2 separate regions of the Zea mays genome follow, and region 2 is linked to region 1. The links are chromatin contacts, called in public Hi-C maps. All regions are on one chromosome and are shown on one strand. Each heading gives the region's core, a stretch centred on a gene start, on an enhancer-like site or on the middle of the called end of the contact. The rest is flanking DNA. Distances are from core to core; before and after follow the strand shown. Region 1 holds the start of LOC103629111 (probable protein phosphatase 2C 77). Region 2 holds the start of LOC103629107.

Region 1 (7,293 bases), core at 1,827-4,326:
GCACAAGACCTTAATTAATAACGTAGGTTGAAAGCACGAACATATATATGATTGTTTAACTCCACCCACACGACGCGGGAGTACGAACTTCACATGAACCGGGAAATTTTGACATTTGAAACTGACATGAGAGAACGCGTAGCCGTGCCGTACGGACTAGGGTGCACGGCTGGCAGGCAGCCAGCCAGCCAGCCAATGTGAACGTGTGTACGTACGTACGTGCTACCGACGGCCGTCCTCTGCATGCTGGATGCATGCCATTGCCATCCAATGCAAGCTAAGCTAGCAGAAGCCACACGGCACTGGCACTGAAGCAGCTAGGAGCGGCTTTTGCTGGACATGCAATCTCTATCACACACACACGCTTACAACAGCACTTGGCTAAAAACCTAACCAGTTGGCCACCACCTACGTATACGTGGCTACCAGAATCGCGACGCAAACTGTCAACGTCCAGCCGAGAGAACAACAGCAACCAACACGCAAGACTTGACCCGTTCAAACAAATTAAACCACGCCGATCGACGCCGTACCGACCCATGCATGAATGTATATATGAATATAACAATGCAGGAAGAGACCCGGTCAGACAGGAGGAAAAAAGGGCTAGCTAGTTGCATTGCAATTTGCAAGCTAGCTACAAGCTAGCTAGTAGCATATACGAATCTGATGATGCGCATGGTGTGGTGTGGTGGGCGGTAGATGATGCATACCTGGGTCAAGAACTCGCGGTCTGTCGTCAGGTAGGCCGCTCTGATCGCCGCCGCGACCGCGTCAACCTGCTCGTCACCACTTGTTTTGGCCGGCTGCGTCGTTGACGACGATGCCGCCTCGGGCCGTTGGTGCTGGCTCGTCACAGTGGCGGCGGCGGCGAGCGCGGCAACGACGTTCTTGCCCAGCTTGTCGGCAACGAAATCCACGGCGGCCCGGCCACCGTGCCCGTCGTAAACACCGTAGAACGCCTGTACATATATAGCATGCTTGTTGAATATATATACTCATCTTACATGCATATATATATATATATATATATATATATATATATATATATATATATATATATATATATATATATATTGACGAAATAAAAGAACGGAACACATCAGTGCAAGATTTAATTTGCAATGCTGCCTTTTTTCTCTCTCTCTCTCTTTGAGATATGGGAGGTGGAATGTTGCTGCGTTTTGACCAACAGAGTCATACGGAGTATGCCCTATACTTCTCTCGAGTGAGAGAGATAGAGAGATATTGAGAGGGGAAAAAATTAAATACATTTTATGTTTTGGATGTTTCGCAGCTAAGCAATGGACTCGTTCTCGCTTTCGTCGTCTAGCTATAGTAGTTTCTTAAATAAGAGCTAGTTGCGTTGCTTTTGCATAATAAGAATAATACAAAAGAGTGCTCCATGCATGAGAAGCTAATTATTAAGAGTTACAATTAATTCCATATGCTATATATAATTTTGTTTTTTTAATATTGACGGCATTCAACTTGAGTTTAGAGTTTAAAATCCGTACATGTATGTTTACTATGGTAATTGATGAACCGCTAACTGTATCCTATTAATTAAACAAAATACTACAAAGCCATGTTGGTGTAACACCTCATTCAATCCCTGTACCGATGGTACTTACTTCTGTCAGCTCTTTACGATTATATATCATCCTCACATACCAACATAGGTTTTTTGTGCACACTTTGTCTTCACTCATGCGCATCCGAGAAAACTTTTCGGTCGGTCACTCATCCCAAATTGTTTCAAGCCAAGCACACTTAACTTGGAGGTTTTTTCGAAATAGGCTTCCGAAAAAGAAGATGCATCTTGTTGGTATGAATATTTTTTAAATTTTATTAAGCCTTGGATCAGGACATCACCATCCCAGGGGCCAGGATATCACAGTTGGTTTCTTCAGTTTTAATTATTGATGAATTATTCTTAAATGGATCATGGTATACATTGTAACTATTAAACTAGAGTGTGTATATTTCACACAAGTCATACATATGTAGACTAGTATGCACTTATTTGAGTGTTTTTATATTTTTCAATCCCAAAAATTAATATGAGGTCAAACTACCGTATCAGTATCATTGATTGATTGAATTTATAGTTTTTACAAGATCGATGATCACGAAATTAATAAGCACTAGCCATGGAAATTTATCCAGAAAATGTAGATTTCTTCCACACCGTGTCGTTGTTCGTCAGATATATTCTTGTATGATTTTCATTTGGAAAAGAAACTAGACCATTCAGAACACCTAGGCAGGTTAGATGTTAGAACACCTAGGCAGGTTAGTTGATCGAGCTAGCTGATAAAATGCGCGTACCGTACCAATTGGGAGGCTCCGTGATCAGTGATGACAACCCCATAGCCATCCTCCATGGCGTGCCTGACCCCTCTCCTGCTCGCCAGGCAGAAGCCCTCGCCCTGCACTTCCAGTTCGGTGGCCAACTCTGCCTCCACCGCGCCGAACGGGTCGACCCCGGGAGCGCAGGGCAAGGGCGGCGGTATGGCAAGTCTGGTCGGCCTTCCCCTCGCCGCCTTGGCCGTCTTCGTCTCCGCAACTCTCTCGGCAGGCTGCTGATGCTTGAGCGCCGGGACAACGACGACGACCGCTGGCTGCGCCGACGACGACAGCGCTGTCAGCTGGTCCTTGGGGTCGTCGAGAGCCATCAGCGGGCCCGCCGGGTGCACCTTCATGTAGGGCGCCGCCCTCGCCGGCTGCTGCCATGTTGGCGCGGGGATCGCTGAGGTCGACGTCGGGGAGCAGAGGGGCATGAGGAGGAGGATGCTGCGGATGAGCGCGTGCGCGAGGCGGGCGACGGCAGAGCACAGGAACCTGGCGCCGTGGAGCATCGCTCCGATCCGGCGGCAGGATAAACGGAGACCGTACGTCGGCTGGAGGACCCGAACCCGATGCGCTTCTTCTTGGATTAGGTGTGCTACTATTCCTGCGGGGGGCGGTTGAAAGAAGCTGGCGGAGGTACGTAGCGTAGTGGCTTTGGTTGGACGGGGTTTGGTTACGTAGTACGTTTATATATAGGTAGTAGGCGGGAAGGAAAGGATCCGAGACCGAGAGAAGGGGTCATCAGGTTGACCGGTCAAATTTTACAGTTTTTTTTTATATCCAAGGATTGAATCGAGCGGCGAGCGCGGGCGCGAGCAGGTGCAATCAATTTTGTTTGTGTGTGACTGTGTGTGAAGCGTTTCTATTAGGTTCATCTTTCTCCGGTGCTCCATAGGATACAACGAACAAAATCATTTTAAAAAAATAGGTTAGCTGGTTTTAGTTTTTTCGGGTACCGGAAACCGTGTACCTGAAGTAGGCTGATGACCTTTTAACGGCTCACTTATCGTCCAAGCCTCAACCGAGCAACTCAGCGAGGCGGAGCGTCTGACCAAACCTTCGCCGAGCAACTCAGCAAGGTGGAGCACCTAACCCGACCTCTGTCGAGCAACCCAGTGACACGAAGTACCCACGCGACCGATCAGATACCCGCGCGAGGCGGAACGACTGACCAACTCCTGACAGAGCAAGCAACTCGGTGAGGCGGATGACCTAATCTAGTACTACTGATCCACATCAGCTACGACAAGACGCGTCATCCCTAGGCCATGTCCAAACATACATGCGACACACTGAAGGTGTGTCGAGAGGTCCCTGTCGACATGACTTGACGCCCCCGCGTACGGTCTCAAATGTATCCCCCCACCACATTGTGGGGCCAGTCAACCCCGGTCATAGGGGACCTTAGTACCGAAGTCTCTACATTGACCCGCATACCGGAAAAGGACGTCACGATACGCCATACTGGGTGTATGTCTACGCACGACGGAAGATGATACAGGGCTCATGACGACTGAAGAAGCCACGCTTCGCACGGCGCTCCATAAGACTGGTCCGTGGGACCCGCCGCGCACCACTATGAAGACATTAGCAACAGACTCGCTACAGGGATCCGTATGGCAGACGGGCACGGTGGTACGCCATACTGGGAGCACGGCTACGCACGACACCACATACGACGTAAGGGACATTACATCAACCCAGGGGGGAACAGATCGCCCCCATACCAATAGAGAACATGTCTCACCTGTAAGGTTGACCCTTGAACTATAAAAAGGTTCTCACACACATAGCAGTTGTGACACACTCTAAGGCAATACTACGATCAACACAACACTAGACTAGGGCGTAAGCCTGAACCAGTATAAACTCTTTGTCTCAAACCCTAGGATCGAGTCCCAACGATTCATCATTTGGAGTGAGTCCGCGCTAGCATCCCCCACCGAACACAGATATTATTGTCCCCTAGTTTCTGAAACCACGACAGTTGGTGTGTCAGGTAGGGGACCGTTAGAAAACCAAGTGACATCTTTCACTCCGATGGCTCAGTCTCCAACATTCGATGAGGTCCTAGGCCCGCTCATCCGCGGTGATGTAAATGTCGGCTTCCCTGAACAATTGTTCGAAGGTGGGCAGCGCCTTTTGAAGTATGGCCCGGACGAAGGCCGAGTCGTTGGATCCTCGATAGAAGTCTTCAATCACAGTCGTTGTCGGTGTTTCGGGTCCGACCGCGCACCCAGGGTTACCCCCCAAGGTGCTTTTAGGAATAGGACGGTGTTACCGACTGTAGCTCGATGGTTCGTGCTGGGCGCACGAGAAATAGTAGACGATGATGTACAGGTTCGGGCCGCTTTAAGATGCGTAACACCCTACGTCCTGGCTGGAATGCTTTATGCGATGGGTTACAAGGGAGTTCTCTAGTGCTGGAAAACGTAGAGAGGGGTGGATGGCTAAGTGATGAATGATGTCGATCGTCTTGAAGGGATGCCCCCTGGGCCTTATATACTTGACCGTGGGGCATTACATGTGGATATGATAACAACGTGTGCCAAAGTAATAGCGAACTAACTGAGTCTATCTTCCTATAGTTCAGCCGACTCATCCTCGCTCAGTTCCGATGTACGGGGCCCCTGCGCGGGAAGGTCGGGTCACTGTTGCGATCACTGCTCAAATTTGTTGGGCCGTCTAGGTTTGCGCCGACCCGGCCTTGTGCTAATCCGTTCCACTGGTCGTTCCTCCCAGGCCCACGAGGGGATGACCTTACGAATTATGGGGCCCTTGGGCCTTTCGTGAGGTCTTTTATCCTTCTAGTGGACCCGGGGGATATCTGTCCCCCACAAGCCCCCGATCTTTGGGATGATTTTGGAATAAACGACCCAAAGATCCTAGGTCCAGCTTGCAGTATTTGATTTTAACAGGGAATGCTTTGGAAATAAGTCTGTCGGGCCATTGCTTCTGAATTCTGTGTGATCCGGTTAACACGTTTTCTTTTTAGTGTCTTCTTCTGCTATTATTCCTTGAAGTTTGGCGTTCTGTCTCAGGTTCATGCTTCGGAGGTCAGCATTTTGCACTGTTGGACTCCCAATGGGTGTAGCCCCCGAGCTTCGAGTGGATTTTTGCAAACAATCCACTCGAAGGTCTTCACTTCAAGTATTATCAGAAACCACTTTCATCTTCCACTCGTGCTTTTTCAGAGGTCAGCCTTGTCTTAATTTTGCCTTGTGCTTTAGAGGTCAACATTTTGCTTCTTCGGGGATGATGATTCATTGGGTGCACCAAAGGTGCACCCAATGGGTGTAGCCCCGAGCTTCGAGTGGATTTTTGAAAATAATCCACTCGGAGGTCTTCATCTCATGGTGTCTCTTTTTTTTCTTTAGGAATCATCCTTTTCTTTTGTCGAATGCCTTAGAGGTCAGCATTATGTCATCAATGTTATGCTTCAGAGGTCAGCATACATTTTTGTCTCTGAAGCCAAGTACACGATCTGCCCATATCTTGCTAGGTCTGGCAATTTATTTGATCTGTGACTGATTGGATGTTCGATAGATGGCCCTTGACTAGTCTTCATGTCACTTCGTGCTTTGATGCTTCTGTCGATTGGATTTGTACCTTATCGGCTATATTTGGCTTTCCTTTGATCCTTGCTGATATCTCTCTTTTGTCTTGGAGTATTCATTGCATATACTGTACGGATGTGACAGTTTTGGAAAATATACTGATAATTTCTGGGCGTCCCCCCTAATGGGTGTAGGCAAGGGACGGCTTGGTACGCTGAGCGTTTAGCAGACTGCTTCTGAGTAGTAACTTGATGTGACCGCGGGTGTAATCATATCGCCCGTGCAGTTGACTGGAGTCCCAATGGGTGTCGTGTTACGTGAAACGGCGTCAGCCGCCTGACGTGTCTTCAGACGGTTTGAATTGCATATTGAATTTTTGTGACTGTTCGGTAGCCGTGGTAAGAGGTGAGCGGTTGCCTTCTTCTTCTATAAATAGTGCTCTCGCTTCTCTGGTGTTTTCACATTTCTTGCTACTGCTTGTTATTTCATCTCCTTTCCTTCCACTCCGCCATGGGCAAGAGCAAGAAAGGTGGTGGCTCTTCGCATCACTCGGGCGACAAGCGCAAGCGCGAGCCGACTCCTCCCTCGGAGGACTTTGGCAACTCGGAGTACTCGGAGGAGGAGTTCTCCTCCGAGTCCGAGGGCTCTCCGGCCCCTGCCTCTCCCCCGGCATCGTCTGATGATTCAGACGACTCCTAGGGGATCGCCGCGGAGGTATGGACTTACATCCGGGACGTCGAGCGCGCCGGGCTCGAGGGCTCGGATGAGTCGGAGTACTCCTCGGACAAGGAGAATTCCTCTGACTCGTCCGAGGAGGGTGGCGGCGGTGACGGCGACGACGACGGTGACGGTGGCGGCGACAGCGGCAAGGGCGGTGACGGCAGCGGTAAGGGTGGCAGCGGCGACGGCAGCGGCGGCAGTAAAGGCAGCAGCAAGGGCAGCAACAAGGCCAGTGGCTAGACGCCACTGGTTTTAGATGTTAGTGTAGATTAGTAGTAGAAACAGTATTAGCGAAATAATGTAGTAGTAGCTAGTAGTATAGTTAGTTAAATGTAATGTAGTAGAAGGGAAAGCATCAGCTCAGAATGAGTTGATTTGTAAGTTCGGTAGTACTTCTTGTATAATGGAGAATGATTTCAACCCCTCTTGTGTGTATCATTCTGCCTTCTTGCTGATCGTCGATTGTGTTAACGCCTACTGCAGAGGCTGTTTTTGAACGTAATGCTTGTGTAGCGACTTAGAATCATTGAGCCGTGCTTCAGACTGCCTTTTTCACGATGCCAGCGCTTTTGTAGTGGTGGCCGAGTGATTATCAGCGAGGTTGGGGCTTTTAGAGGTGATAGCCGAGCGATAGCGGGTGTCGGCGTTTCGACCCCGGGGGGTC
Region 2 (7,293 bases), core at 3,142-5,641, 500 kb after region 1:
CCCCATACGACATCAGACGAAGACCTGCGACGAGGTCATCCCACCGTGCGGCCTCGTCCAGCACGGAGGCCCACGTGTGATCCGGCCCATTGTAACGGGCCCTGCGTGGCCGCTGCGTGTTACGGGCCTAATTTGTAAAGGCATCCCTGTAATTACAGTCTGTAACCCTGCTTTATGAGAATATTCTGGGGATAACCTAGGTGTCTAAGGGCACATGTGTCCTTAACACAGGACGCTGGGCACTCAGATACCTATAAATACCCCCGCACAGTGCCCGTGAGAGGCTAGATTAACAGAGCTATTGCCATCTTGTGCGAGAACCCTGTTTACGTCACTACACCTATCGTTGGATCCCCTTGCAACAGAGAGCAAGTTCCAACATTTGGCGCCCACCGTTCGTGCAACGAAAAAACCACCCGCGATGGCACCCATGAAAGTTAACTCGAAGGCTGACGAGGCTGCGAAGGCAGCACTGCTGGCCGCAAAAAAAGGCAAGGCCCTCGCCCTCACCCACTCCACTCACCACGAGGCTACCGAAGACGACGTTCTCCGCACCTGCGAAGACGATGCTCTCCGCACCTGCGGCCCTGAAGGACAATCGCAACCCCCCCAAGGCTTCGCCCCACCGGAGGGCGCGGACCTCACCGAGGACGGCGAGGTCCTCGGCGTCTCGGCGGAAGAACAGCTATAGTTGCGCGCCCTACGCCTCAAGAACCGCAATCTCCAGAGGCAGAAAGAGATACTGGAGGCTAAGCGCCAGCGCGTGTCCGCACTAGCCAAGGTGCGGCAAATGATACGCGACGAAGAGCAGAAGGCCTAGGACCTCGAGCGGGAGATCGCGCTGATGCAGCGCGAAGGCCACCTCGGCCTGCAGCATGGGCCACTCCTGCAACAGCGCGCACAACTAGAAGACACGCGCGAAGGCCACCTCGCCCTGCAGCATGGGCCACCCCTGCAACAGCGCGCACAACCGGAAGACCCGCGTTTCCCCCAGCGCGACCACACCTTCCCGCACGCCGCGCCATTCCAAGGGGTCAACTACCTCGACGAGCGAAGTCCCCTGGCGCCACATCTACAAGTGATGCCTTGGCCCGCCAACTTCCGGACAGGGACCTATCCCAAGTACAACGGCAGCACTGACCCGGCACAATACATAATGAGTTATCAGGTCGCCGTTGCATCCTCCGGAGGGGACGACGCCACAATACAGCGGTCAGCCACTCAGCCGGTCACGACATCGCGGCATCGCCCAGACGCGATGCCCATCGTCCAGACGCGGGACGCCTGCTCGCCCAAACGCATTCACGCCGAACCCTAGCTAGAGCTCGCGCCGCCGCCCAACCCAAGTGTCGCGCCGCCGCCTGTCGAGTCACCGCATGTCCGCCTAGGCGCCTGGCGGCCAGCCGGCCACCGCGGCACCGCATGGCACCGCGGCACCGCCTACCAGTGACCCGCCACAGCTCACAGCGGCGCAGCCGGTCAGCCGTCCAGCCGACGTCCTCTTCCACCAAGGCTGCCAGCGTCCTCTTCCACCAGGGCAGCCCGCAGCGGCACCAACCAGTAGCCTGCACTCTGCACTCTGCAGCCGGCTCGCCACTCGCCAGTTCAGCCAGTGCAATCGGCCACTCGCCAGTTCGGGTTTTTTCGGTTAAACCGAAAACCGAACCGAAAAATTCGGTTAACTGAAGGTTCGGTTTTTGATTTTCTGCAGAAGGTTTCGGTTACCGTTTTCTAGAAACTGAATTTATAAAAAAAACCAAAAAACCGAACCGAAAAAAACGGTTAACCGATTGCCCAGGCCTGCATAAAGCCGAGACTTCTTTCTTTTCTATTTGTATTTTTCCTATTTTAAATTCAAGTTTCAAATAGATTACAAATTATGAATAAATTTGAGTTTTGAAATTCAAATACAAGTTGAATGCAGAGATCAAAACCCAACATGGTATGCAACTTTATTACCTAATGTTTATTTTATTCCTTTGAATAATACAAATGCTTAATTCATAAGAGAGAGGGAAAAGAATTCACCCATATCAGCAATTGAAAATCTTTATGTTTATTAATTGATTTACAATTTACCTTCTAGTTTTGAGACCTCAATCTAACTTGGAATAATCAAAATACAATATTACCATTTACTTATTTTTAAGAAACAATTTCAAAGCTAATAGATTCCTTATTAAAGGCATTTATAATCTGAATCCTTTGAATAGCTTTTCTACAAGATTTTAGTGTGTTACAGGTAACCCTCGCTTTTTGCTAAGTAACTTAATGTTACTTCACCTTGCATCATTAATAACCTTCTTGCATATCATAACATACATGTATCTCACACATTGCATTCGTTAGGTTGCAACCTCGCTGACAGAGAATACGTGTTGATTCCAGAGCAAGGAGTTGAGCAAGAGGAAGTACAGGAGCTAGCTCCCGAGCCTACCACGAAAGATCTCCCCACAGCCCCAGCTCTTGAAGGCAAGCCCCGGTTTTATGCATGACCGTTATATTTGTTATTTTACTGCACTTATGATTGTAGGCTTGTACTGTGCACTTAAGTGTACGAGTTGATTAAAACCCTAGATGCATGACTCAGGTTCCTTTTGAGATGAATACTAATATGCTAGGTCGAGTAACTAATTATGTCAAAATAAGGATCTCGGTAGAAGTCAAATGATTTTTCTAGCACTCGCCCGAGGTCAGGAATTTGATTGTAATCATCTTGACAATGGAAATTATGATTGTCTATAGACATGGATCCCTAGGGGTTGCCCTGTCTACGAGATGGGAATGGAATAAGGATTAATGTGTGGTACCGTGTGTAAAGCGTTTGAAAGTACTAAACACATATCGAGAAATATGGTAAATCAGTAAGCCCAGTACCTGAGTGAACCTGCCCGCGGACTTTATCCTCACTTGTCCTTGAGACGGACTCTCCCATCCTAGCGATGATAGGTACAAGTGCGGCCACTGCACGGTGGTAGTTGGTGTCATTGGAGCATTGTATGCCAAGGCAGTGAGGCCCTGTTCTGTTGCCAAGGAATCGATGGGGACGATTGATGTGTGTGGGGACAAAGTGCCCCTATGTGTTGTGTGTTTAGGTTTACCTTGCAAGGTTTAAAACTCGATTCGAATCGTCTGCTTCTCCCAGCTAATGAGACTTCTTGATCCATGCTACTGCATCGAGTAAGAAGTGAAATTAGGTTTCATGATATAAAGTGTTGCTTGCAATAAATGTTTATTACCATGTATGCTTAGAAGAATACTAACCTAGTCTAAAGAATATTCTAGAACTTGAAAGCTAAAATTTGACTCAGACTCAGCTAGTGCTTTGGCAAACCAAACCCCTCACCCAAATAGCTTCATGGTCTAGAGGTAGAGGAGTAGACTCCTCACACCGGGTAAATCTAGCTAAGTATTAGTATACTCAGTCTTGGTTGTGGCATAATTTTAGAGGTACTTCATTGAATGACATGGTTGCTGGAGTGATTTGGCCACCATCCTGCATTGGGTTGGACGGTCGAGTGAGATGCTGCCTCAGTAGGAAAGGACCAGGAAGAGTAGTGGGCCAGGCTTCACCCTACTCCTTAGTTATCATGGTTAGTTACTTGTGGCATGATTCTGCTTAGCTTACTACGAGAACCCTTAAGCATCTCCAATATTAACTTAAATCAGTGCCCTATCTTGAAATAGAAAACTCAACTCATAAAAAAAAACTCGCCTTATTTTATAAATTTTTATCAAAAGAATATATGACACACCATAAAGTACCCAAATATACTAAATATCATATTATTGCCATATCCATGTTTTGTACATTATTCTTAACCTTTTTCTGACCAACAGTTTAATTTATTTTCTAGAGTATATGATTTAAGGTTTAACTGTTGAAGCTCAAGTTATCTATAATGTACTAAACACTTTAAATTATATAGTATTTTAAACTTTGGAGCATTATTTTGATGGAGATGCTGCTATATTAATATATTATAAATAAATGTTACCGTCACCATAGAGCAAATTTTAGCTTTTAATGTTTGAAGACTAAAAAACGTACTGGATTCTTGTTATTCCGACTCGCATCCGAGATGAATGAACAATAAAAGAATTCCAGCACCTTGATCCGTCCGATCCGATGTGCGTCCACCGTCCATCCTTCCACAAAACCCCAGACAGAAGCAAAGCTCCACCACTCCGCCACGTCACGTCCGCCGGCTGCCTCTGAGATTTGCCTCCCCGATTGGTCGAATCCGCCATTTACTCGGCTCGCCACCCACCCTCTCTTGCTACCTACTAGCCACTGCACTACGCCTCCCTGTCTGTCTGTCTGTCCCTGGACCCTGGCGAGCGCATGCCACAATGCCGGCTATAAAACGAAGCCCGGAGCTCCATCCCCCAAACAAAAAAAGGGCCTTCACTTGACTCCACAGCCACAGGTACGTACAAACAATTGCTGATGCTTCCATTCCTTTTCTTTGGCTGCTGGCTCTTGCTGTTGCATTAATTAATAATGGATGCTCCTGTCCTCGATCGTGTTGTGTTGTTTTGTTTTGTTTGTTTGTTGGTGCTAGCTAGCTGCTGTGGTGAAGAGTAGCAGGTTCGGCGGCCGGGAGGGGGCAGCCAACACGACGATGGAGCGGTTCGGCCTGGACGGCGGCGGTGGCGGTGGCGAGCTGCCGCCGGGGTTCCGGTTCCACCCGACGGACGAGGAGCTCATCACCTACTACCTCCTCCGCAAGGCCGTGGACGGCAGCTTCTGCGGCCGCGCCATCGCGGAGATCGACCTGAACAAGTGCGAGCCATGGGAGCTCCCGGGTGAGTGAGCTGCTTTGCTTGCATCGACCACCCACCGATTGAATAGACATTAAGCTTGTCGTGATGTGATGTGATCTGATCTGATCAGACAAGGCGAAGATGGGGGAGAAGGAGTGGTACTTCTACAGCCTCCGCGACCGCAAGTACCCGACGGGCCTGCGCACCAACCGCGCCACGGTGGCCGGCTACTGGAAGGCCACCGGCAAGGACCGCGAGATCCGCAGCGGCCGCACCGGCGCGCTGGTGGGCATGAAGAAGACGCTCGTCTTCTACCGCGGCCGCGCCCCCAAGGGACAGAAGACGCACTGGGTCATGCACGAGTACCGCCTCGAGGGCGCCTACGCCTACCATTTCCTCCCCAGCTCCACAAGGGTACGTACCCTTTCTCTCTACAATACTCCAAATACACACAGTACAGCACTAGAGACACATTGTAATGATGACGAGAGGGCAGAAGGGAGTCTCACTCAAGCATCGCATGGCTACGCCTACGAGTAGAGTAGGACAGGAGCTAGCGGCTGCTGTATAGTGTGCACAGGGGCATCAGTTGAGTGCATGCGTGTAGCATACGTACTACTGCAGCTCTGCTGCTGCTAGCTGCTAACGTGCGTGGATATGGCATGCCCATTGCCCAGGCCCAGCGCAGCGCAGGAGAAGAAAGATAGGGCACAGGGATTCGAATCTTTTCTTGGCCAGTGGCCACGAATGCGATCGTATCAGCGAAGTGTAATAAATGCTCCATATGCTAGCACTTTCTCAAGTTCATCGATATCTCATGAATATTAAAATCTACTAGTAGTATATTGTATTAATTCCTATCTTTTCTGTCAAGCATGTGCCACTAGATTCATCAAAAATGATTTTCTCCCCCTTTTATCATGTATAAAATCTATTCAGCAAAGTACATTCATGTGCCACTAGATTCATCAATAAGGAGTATTTTTTTATTAATTGTCTGCAGTAGAAGGAAGACAGACACCTGAACTGTAGATTGTTTCTTTATTTTTTCAGGACGAGTGGGTGATCGCGAGGGTGTTCCAGAAGCCCGGCGAGGTCCCACCTGCAGCCCGCAAGCACCGCCTCGGCGCCCTTAGCAGCACTACCGGCACCGCCGCGGGCGATTCCTGCTTCTCGGACTCTACCTCGGCCTCCATCGGCGGCGCGTCGTCGTCATCCACGCCTGGCCCGCTGTTCGCGTCGGCGGCCGCCGCCGTGGCCAATGCCGGCGCCGCCGACGGCGACACCAGCTCCTACTGCGGCGGCGCTGCCAACCATGGCAACCTGGTCACCGGCCGTGAGCTCGTGCCCTGCTTCTCCACTGCCACCATTAACGGCCCCCTAGTTGCCGCCGCGCTCGGCATCGGGCAGCCGTACAACGCAGCCCCGCTGCCGTTCGAGCAGCAGCCGCCGCCTCCGGCCTTCCTGCCGAGCCTGCGTTCCCTTCAGGACAACCTCCAGCTTCCACCGTTCCTCTCAGCAGGCGGTCTGGGCGGCGGCGGGGCTCTCCACTGGCTCCCCGCCGGCGGCATGGAGGTCAAGGTCGAGGGCCGCTCGGCGCCACCGCAGATGGCTGTCGGCCCCGGCCAGCTCGATGGCGCTTTCGGCTGGAGCTTCTAGTTCTTCGCTGCACTACATGGTTGTGCCCATCTATCTAGCTAGTAGTGGTTTCTTCATGCGTTGTACGTTAAGCTTGGTTAATCAACTGCTAGTAAGTGACTGGGTCGTCGTTCTAAGTAATGTAGTAACTGTGTTGTAGTCTCTCATCTAACTGCAGTAGCAGCTTTATTTGTTCGTGGATTAGATGTCTCATGTGTGCCGTGTACGAATCGAAGCGTACTAGTAGGAGTTTGTACTCATAGTTCGTGCAGTGGATGCTAGCTACAGGCTACAGGTCCACACGGCCGTTTCCATGGCACGGGCACGGCGCCTCAGCTTTTTGCATGCATGCGTCCATCCGTCCGTCATTCCGAACGTCACTTCCCCATTGCCATGCCCATGCGGCCATGCCTCCTCTCCTCTCTTTGCAGTGCTGCTGTGGCATGGCAGCAGCAGGAGCGAGTACGAGCAGGTGGTAATATTTTATGTGATGGATGGCGACGGTGATGAGATTGGGACTTCTCCTGCTGGATCGACGTGTACGTGACGGGGCATGCAGAGGCTCTCCTCTTCGCTCGACGAGCTCCATCCGCTCATCTCTACATCAGCAAACAGGTCACATCATGCGTTGCAGTGGCCGCCGCTAGGTGCAGGTAACGTAACCCACGCCTCGCCTCGTGCTCCAAAACACTCATGGAAAAATCTCTATCCATCCAGCAAGACAGCAAGTTTTTTTTTGGACGTGAAAGCTGCTATGCACGGCATGTGTGGTCATTGGTCATCTCTACATTCTTTGTTCCGAAGATGATGCACCCGTGTTCGAAACATTAATTTCCAAGTCTGTTCGGAACTCGCGGCGGATTGCACTTGCACAGGGCTATATTTTTT

Evidence for each region. A called contact is a pair of places that touch in the nucleus more often than the background predicts.
Region 2: a Hi-C map of ear shows a contact between it and region 1, with 2.8 times the contacts expected there. The contact joins the promoter of LOC103629107 here to the promoter of LOC103629111 in region 1. A contact is called at or near these places in 5 of 25 Hi-C or Micro-C datasets (ear, leaf, root tip and 1 more).

The regions. Positions count from the first base shown.
Region 1 is chr6:27,480,302-27,487,594 of Zm-B73-REFERENCE-NAM-5.0, forward strand. LOC103629111 (probable protein phosphatase 2C 77) reads right to left here and starts at 3,077. Exons shown (of 3, transcript XM_020540200.3): 1 at 2,337-3,077; 2 at 714-962. The coding sequence starts at 2,861.
Region 2 is chr6:27,975,737-27,983,029 of Zm-B73-REFERENCE-NAM-5.0, forward strand. LOC103629107 reads left to right here and starts at 4,392. Exons shown (of 4, transcript NM_001301482.2): 1 at 4,392-4,430; 2 at 4,566-4,809; 3 at 4,898-5,181; 4 at 5,821-6,611. The coding sequence starts at 4,626. The coding sequence ends at 6,426.